Regions from separate parts of the Arabidopsis thaliana genome. Here region 2 is linked to region 1. Evidence: chromatin contacts called from public capture Hi-C data. All regions are on one chromosome and are shown on one strand. Each heading gives the region's core, a stretch centred on a gene start, on an enhancer-like site or on the middle of the called end of the contact. The rest is flanking DNA. Distances are from core to core; before and after follow the strand shown.

Region 1 (3,419 bases), core at 559-3,058:
CCTCAGACGGAGAACATTCTTCCAGGTTGGTTGTTGTATGATCATCACCAACCAAATCAAAGACAGATAACTCTGAAAAATGTATAATGTCCATGTCAACATAAAATTTGAGACTTGCAGATGGCTAACATTCTGATAACTGAGCATGCAACAAAAAGTGATTGCGAAGTCAAACCAGAATGAAAACAAACTACAGTAAACCTTTCTAGTTTCTAGATATTGTCTCAATACTAAAGTTATAGTGATTACTTACTCCGCTCAGTGCCATCCATCAGATCTGCGGTGGTGTTTGTTTTCTTGAAATCATTTGTCTGGTTGTCAGTGTTTGCTTTCTTGAAATCATTTGTCTGGTTGTCAGGGATACTAAACAAAGTCCTGTAAGAAAGTAAAGCATCAAAATTTCTATGAAAATGTGCAATTCTGTTAGCAAGATAACCAAGATGATATACATGCTGAGAAAGAAAACTTGTGCAGTGGCATTATATGAAAGCAAAAACAAAGAAAACTGGCTTGCCTCTTAGAGGAAGTAGGTTCTGCTATATGGTTAAATGAACTTCCTGCATTATCACATACAACATGAGCAGAAGAGGACCATATTCATAGATAATGAGTTTGACGACCTTACCTACTCCGGACATGTTGTCCTTAAGGCTGTAAAAATCAGCATCCAGATCTTGCATTCCTTTTTCCGTTAACAAGTGACACAAACAAGAAAAATGCAAAGTGAAATTACATGTCATGGTTCTGAGCGATAAAGCAAATAAATGGTTCATAAACTGACTCCAATTATGACTGCTGGAAGTCATAACAAGCATATACTTACCATTTTCTGGACCAGAAGGTTTGCATTCAGGAGTAGCGGTTGACAAATTCAGCAAATTGAGAATATCCAGAGATTGGTGTTCTCTTAAGTGTTGATTACTATTGTTTATATCATTACTACAGCTCTCAGACCCAACTGTGAACTGATGCTGTTGCTGTCTCCTCTGCTCAAAATATTGTTTTTGCCTTCAGGTGCAACAAAGATGAAATTAAAAGTGTAAGCACAATGGGAAGCATATGCTGACAAACATCTCATAAAGAGAACAAGAAGGAGCTTACACACCTCTTCTTCACTGACGTGTGTGACTGATTACCCCAAAAGGTTCCCAGAAAACAATAACAAGTCAAAATGAAAACAAATTATAAGAAAAATAAGCTATTATCCCAACACCAAGAGGTTTTAGCTTCACCCCATTTATAACGGACCTCTGAATTTGAAATATCACTAAAAGGAAAAAGTCACTCACAGCGGCTACTTTCCGCCTCGATCCTCCCATCCATTGCAGCATTCGTAGAAATTCCGGTTCTTAGAGTTTTCAAATTGTACGACTGCACAAAGATTTCGAAATTAAAATTTCGACGCCACCACGAACAATTCGACCCAACGATTCCATAACTAGGTTGCGATTCACTATCAATTAGTCACTGAGACTGAAAATTTTGAATCCTAATCCTAAATTTCCGATCAGATCTAGAAGAATCTAGGTAAAATTTCTACGAAATCCCTCAAAAAACATACAGATTCGAGAGAGGAGAAAGAGATATATTTAGAAAATTCGAGAAGCTTCGACAGTATCTGAATCGCGTCCCCAAAACGGAGCTCGGAGCATAGAAACGATTACGAGAACTTGATAATTGCTGCTACCGAATGATGAATCCGATGATCTTTGATCAAATTTGCAGCAGGGGAAATCAAAGACAACGAAACGAACGGTCTTTCAAATTTCGAAAATTTCTTGTAAGCATTTGGTGTTTTTTTATTCCCGCTGCGTAATCTCTGCGAGTGATGATATTAAGGAGAAAAATAAATGGGCTTTATAAAGCCCATTATTAGTATCTAAATTGGAGCCTATATTAGCCCATATTACTGGAAATAGTCGAATTTGTAATTAACCTATTTTGGTAATCTTTTAACACCTCCCCAAATTGTGTAATGAGATTTATTTGGTTTGAACAAGATTATTAACGTTAGAACCTAGAAACCTTCAAATTAACAACTATGGTCCAAGTCCAACAATCATGAGATTTTCAAATGATATAAGTATAACATTGATCCATCCAAAACAATGAGCACCACTAATTATTATTGCAATCGTAGAACGAACCATTTAAAGACATTTTACACAAAAACATCTCACAAAAGCAAAACAAGGGAATATTTCAACAGATTTCACAAACATTTATAAAGTCATCTTCATCCTTTTTTTTGTGCAGAAAGTTTAACAGTTCCTTGGTTTCATAACGATTATGGAGTGGTTAAGGATGTGCAAGCTGAATTGTCCACCTTTCTCACTAGTATCCACTTTAGACTGTCCTGGAGGAGGAAGAAGCTCGAAGTTCTGGACCATCCTACCAATGGTGATCCCCAAAATAGGCAATGCCAATATAATCCCGGGACAGCTTCGACGTCCAACACCAAATGGCACATACCTGAAGTCATTACCGTTAGCTTCCACGTGCGATTCTTCTTCAAAGAACCTCTCTGGTCTAAACTCTTCAGGCTTCTTCCAGCTGTTGGGGTTGTTTGCTAGCCACCAAGCATTAACAAGGATTTTGCTTTCTGCTGGGATATCGTAGCCAGCGAGCTTCGCATCATGGAGGTTCATGTGAGGCACGAGGAGAGGAATCGCCATTCTCAGACGAAGAGTCTCCTTAACCACAGCTTGAAGGTATGGAAGTTTGTGAAGATCAGGCTCGGTGACTTGCACACCCGGTCCAAGAACTGTGTCGAGTTCGTTCCTTAGCTTACTCTGGATTTCAGGATGGTTCACTAGCTCTGCAATTCCCCACTCGATAGACCACAATGTTGTCTCAATCGCTGTTTCAGCAGAAATCAAGATATCAGCTTCACAAAACCATATACAATCCAGCCTCTTCAGGGGAGACCAAAAAACCAACCTACATGAGCCTAATTTCCTGTTATGGTTACAATTCCGGATTTCTAGGATTCACTTAAAACACTAATGTCCAATTCCTTATGCAAGCAGAGACGTCTAGAGGATTGATTACGTATCCTACAAGTAAGAAATAGAAGTTACCGGCGACATTGATGTTCTCGACGATGTAAAGAACATTGTCCTCGTTGATTTCTCCCTTCTGCTCAGCTTCAAGGATGTGATCAATGGCACATTTCAATCCTTCACTACCTGTAGGCTTAGAACTCGCAATTTGCCTGTAAGAATGAATCATCAATGTCAATTTCCCAAAATCAAACTCAAAAGATAAAACTAAAAATAGAAACAAAAAAATGAACTCACTTCCTCTCATCAACAAAGTACTTCTTGAAAAGAGCGATTCTTCGATCTTTCACATCTTGACAAATCTTCAAATAGCCTCTGAGGAATGGTCTAAGGATAGGAATGAAATCTCCATAGTTA
Region 2 (3,419 bases), core at 477-2,976, 40 kb after region 1:
ATATACGTTACTTTAATTAAAAAAAGCGAATTTTCGATAGATACTCTATTAACTAAGCATGCACATATCACGTTGTGATTGATTTATGCCTAGTAAATAAAATTTATCTCCAGCAAGAATAATTGAAACTTCATAACTAATTTTGAATGCTAAAATGTTAAATTGATATATGGGAAACAAGTTATGATACTCAAGAAGTCACCAATATCTAGTATTGGAATCGCTGTGGTGTTTGTTTGTAGATATTTTTCTACATTTAGCAATGTATTACATTATGATTGCAAGAGGAAGCAATATTAAGGTATTAATAAGGTTTTTACTTTTACCGGGTTAGAATTTTGGGTTTGTTTATTGGATGAAGAAATTATCCACTTGTCGATCTTTCATAAAAAGCACACGTGAATTAGTTTCGACATAGTTATATAGTTCTCCTAATATACGTTATTTGAACAAGAATACTTGACTAGTTGATGTAACGATGTTTTCTTAACGTTTCAAAAGTAACGTACGATTCTTCCATAACCAAATGTCTTGTATATAATGGTAGAATATATATTTTGTTTTGTCGCCTAATGATTATGATGTGCGTTACTTTAATTTAGAAAGCGGACTATTTAAAAACTGCTATATTGAAACCGCAAGAGAAAGCAATAGTAAGGTATTAATATGGTTTTACTTCAGCCAGATTTAAACCACCAACAATACTTTAAACCATTGGTCGATCTTTCACCACAAAAACCACACGTGAATTAGATTCGGTGTGGCTAGTTCCCTAAACATACGTTACTAGAACAAGCGCACTTGACTAGTTGGCGTGACGATGTCTTTCTTACTAATTTAAAAGTAACGTATGATTCGTCCATTACCAATTGTCATATACCTAATATAAAATATAAATTCGTTTGTCGCTTAATAATGATAACATGCGTTACTTTATGTTAAAAAGCCAATTTTCGATAGATTTTCTATTAATTGTAACGTTATAATTCATTATACATAACAAAAAAAATCTTCAACAATAATATATTGAAATTTCATAACTAATGGATGCTAAAATGTTAGATTAATAGATAGAGAAAACTTATAATACTCAAAACATTTAACACCAAAATTTCCAATATCTAGTAATGGAAATGTAATGTTTGTTAGTATATAAATTTCTGCATTTAGCAACACTTATGCTTAAAAACACATCATTGATCCGTAGAATAAAAAGACACCTCAAGTGTACTAAGTAACCGTTAGAAACTGCGTAAAAAAGTTTGGTACCACTTTTTCTTTTACTTTTTTTGTTTTGTCAAGTTACTTATCAAAAACTTGGAAATTAACTTTCTCTCTTTTTTTTTAAACTCGTGAATAACAATGAAACATTCGTATATTTTTATATCATAAAAGAAAACAATACGGTATTATATGAACAAAAAAAACTTAAAGATAAAAGAGGTCAACAAAATGTCCGAAGTATGATGATGCTAAGTTTGATTAGTTATCTTTTTTATGTCAGAGAACAATTAAATTTGTTTTATTATTATACTAAAAGAAGAAAAACCTAAACTGCAAAAATAATAATTACGACCCGAGTCTTCGAGTAGGACCCACCTCTGAATCTGTGACAGACGCCGGTTTCGTTCTCTCTCTCTCCTTTTTTTCCTCTCTTTGCTTTTCCAAAAAATAAAGTTGTCTTTTTTTATTTATAATAAAATGATTTGTTGTTTCACAGTGTGTTGTTTGTTTTGGGGTAAAAAAGAAAATCATAAGGATGCTTTCAATATTTGTTTTGTTTTGGTTGAGTGATTGCTGAAGCCAACTTAAAAGAGAGAGAAGAGAAGAGTGACTCTGTGTGTGTGTGCAAGAAAGTCTTCTCTTTCACACCTTTCGTTTTCTCGAACCTCTCCTTTAAAGATGGTGGAGGAATCTTGGGTTTGACAACTCATTAACACTGACCCTCTTTTTAGCTCTACAAGCATCCAAGGAACCCCTCTTACTTTTCCCTCTTCTTCATTCCCTCTCTCTCTATATCTCCCAATTCCTTCTCTTTTTTTAACCTTGATCTTCTTCTTATAAGAGACTCAGAGCTGTTCTTCAAGATGGGATTGTGTAAGCTTGAAACTTGACTATCTGGGTCTCTCCCATTTTCTGTTCTCTTTTGTATTCTGAGTGAAAGTTTTGTTTTCTGGGGGAAAAAATTAGGGTTCTTAGATGGAGGAGATAGAAGGAACAAACAGAGCAGCTGTTGAGAGTTGTCATAGAGTTCTTAATCTTTTACATAGATCACAGCAACAAGATCATGTTGGTTTTGAAAAGAATTTAGTATCTGAAACTAGAGAAGCTGTGATTAGGTTCAAGAGAGTTGGGAGTTTGTTAAGCAGTAGTGTTGGTCATGCTAGGTTTAGAAGAGCTAAGAAACTTCAGAGTCATGTCTCTCAAAGTCTCTTACTTGATCCATGTCAACAAAGGACAACAGAAGTTCCATCATCATCTTCTCAGAAAACACCGGTACTCCGGTCTGGTTTCCAGGAATTGAGCTTGAGACAACCTTCAGATTCACTCACTTTAGGGACTCGCTCTTTTAGTTTAAACTCAAATGCTAAAGCTCCTCTCCTTCAGCTTAATCAGCAGACAATGCCTCCTTCGAATTATCCTACTTTGTTTCCAGTACAACAACAACAACAACAACAACAACAACAACAACAGCAGGAGCAGCAGCAGCAGCAGCAGCAGCAACAGCAACAGTTTCATGAACGGTTACAAGCTCACCATCTTCATCAGCAACAGCAGCTACAGAAACATCAAGCTGAGCTTATGCTTAGGAAATGCAATGGTGGGATAAGTTTGAGTTTCGATAACTCTAGTTGTACTCCAACTATGTCATCCACTAGGTCCTTTGTTTCTTCACTTAGCATAGATGGTAGTGTTGCTAATATAGAGGGAAAGAACTCCTTCCATTTTGGGGTTCCTAGTTCAACTGATCAGAATTCACTACATTCTAAGAGGAAATGCCCCTTGAAAGGAGATGAACATGGAAGCTTAAAATGCGGGAGCTCTAGCCGATGCCACTGCGCTAAGAAGAGGTCAGTTCCATATTTTTGTTTCGTTTTCATAGCCTCTCTTTACTAAGATGGTGTAGTTAATCTGATTGGGAAATTGACAGGAAACATCGGGTTAGGAGATCGATTAGAGTACCGGCTATAAGTAACAAGGTTGCAGATATCCCTCCTGATGATTATTCATGGCGAAAATATGGTCAGAAGCCCATCAAGGGCTCTCCTTATCCCAGGTATACACTTCTTGATCATATTTTGTTATGTTAAGAAGTGATAAAGATTGATGTCACATGCAAAGAACCATCCTTTTAACATTAAGGCTTTTGAGTTTTGATGAGAAAAAAGAGTCTAAAAATGGCTAAGAGATGACACAAG

Evidence for each region. Capture Hi-C pulls out chosen DNA fragments and counts their contacts.
Region 2: a contact with region 1 is called in a capture Hi-C map of seedling, with 1.6 times the contacts expected there. The contact joins the promoter of WRKY21 here to the promoter of AT2G30480 in region 1. A contact is called at or near these places in 1 of 26 Hi-C or Micro-C datasets (callus), 1 of 2 datasets of contacts at active chromatin or transcription factors (shoot) and 1 of 3 other capture datasets (seedling).

What each region holds. Positions count from the first base shown.
Region 1 is chr2:12,991,600-12,995,018 of TAIR10.1, forward strand. It overlaps AT2G30480, which reads right to left and starts at 1,809. Exons shown (of 21, transcript NM_001336267.1): 1 at 1,562-1,809; 2 at 1,290-1,371; 3 at 1,106-1,128; 4 at 824-1,008; 5 at 626-682; 6 at 515-557; 7 at 254-375; 8 at 1-72. The coding sequence starts at 1,331. It overlaps C4H (cinnamate-4-hydroxylase), which reads right to left. Exons shown (of 3, transcript NM_128601.3): 1 at 3,300-3,419; 2 at 3,081-3,214; 3 at 2,026-2,860. The coding sequence ends at 2,262.
Region 2 is chr2:13,031,692-13,035,110 of TAIR10.1, forward strand. It overlaps WRKY21 (WRKY DNA-binding protein 21), which reads left to right and starts at 1,727. Exons shown (of 3, transcript NM_128611.3): 1 at 1,727-3,071; 2 at 3,152-3,277. The coding sequence starts at 2,200.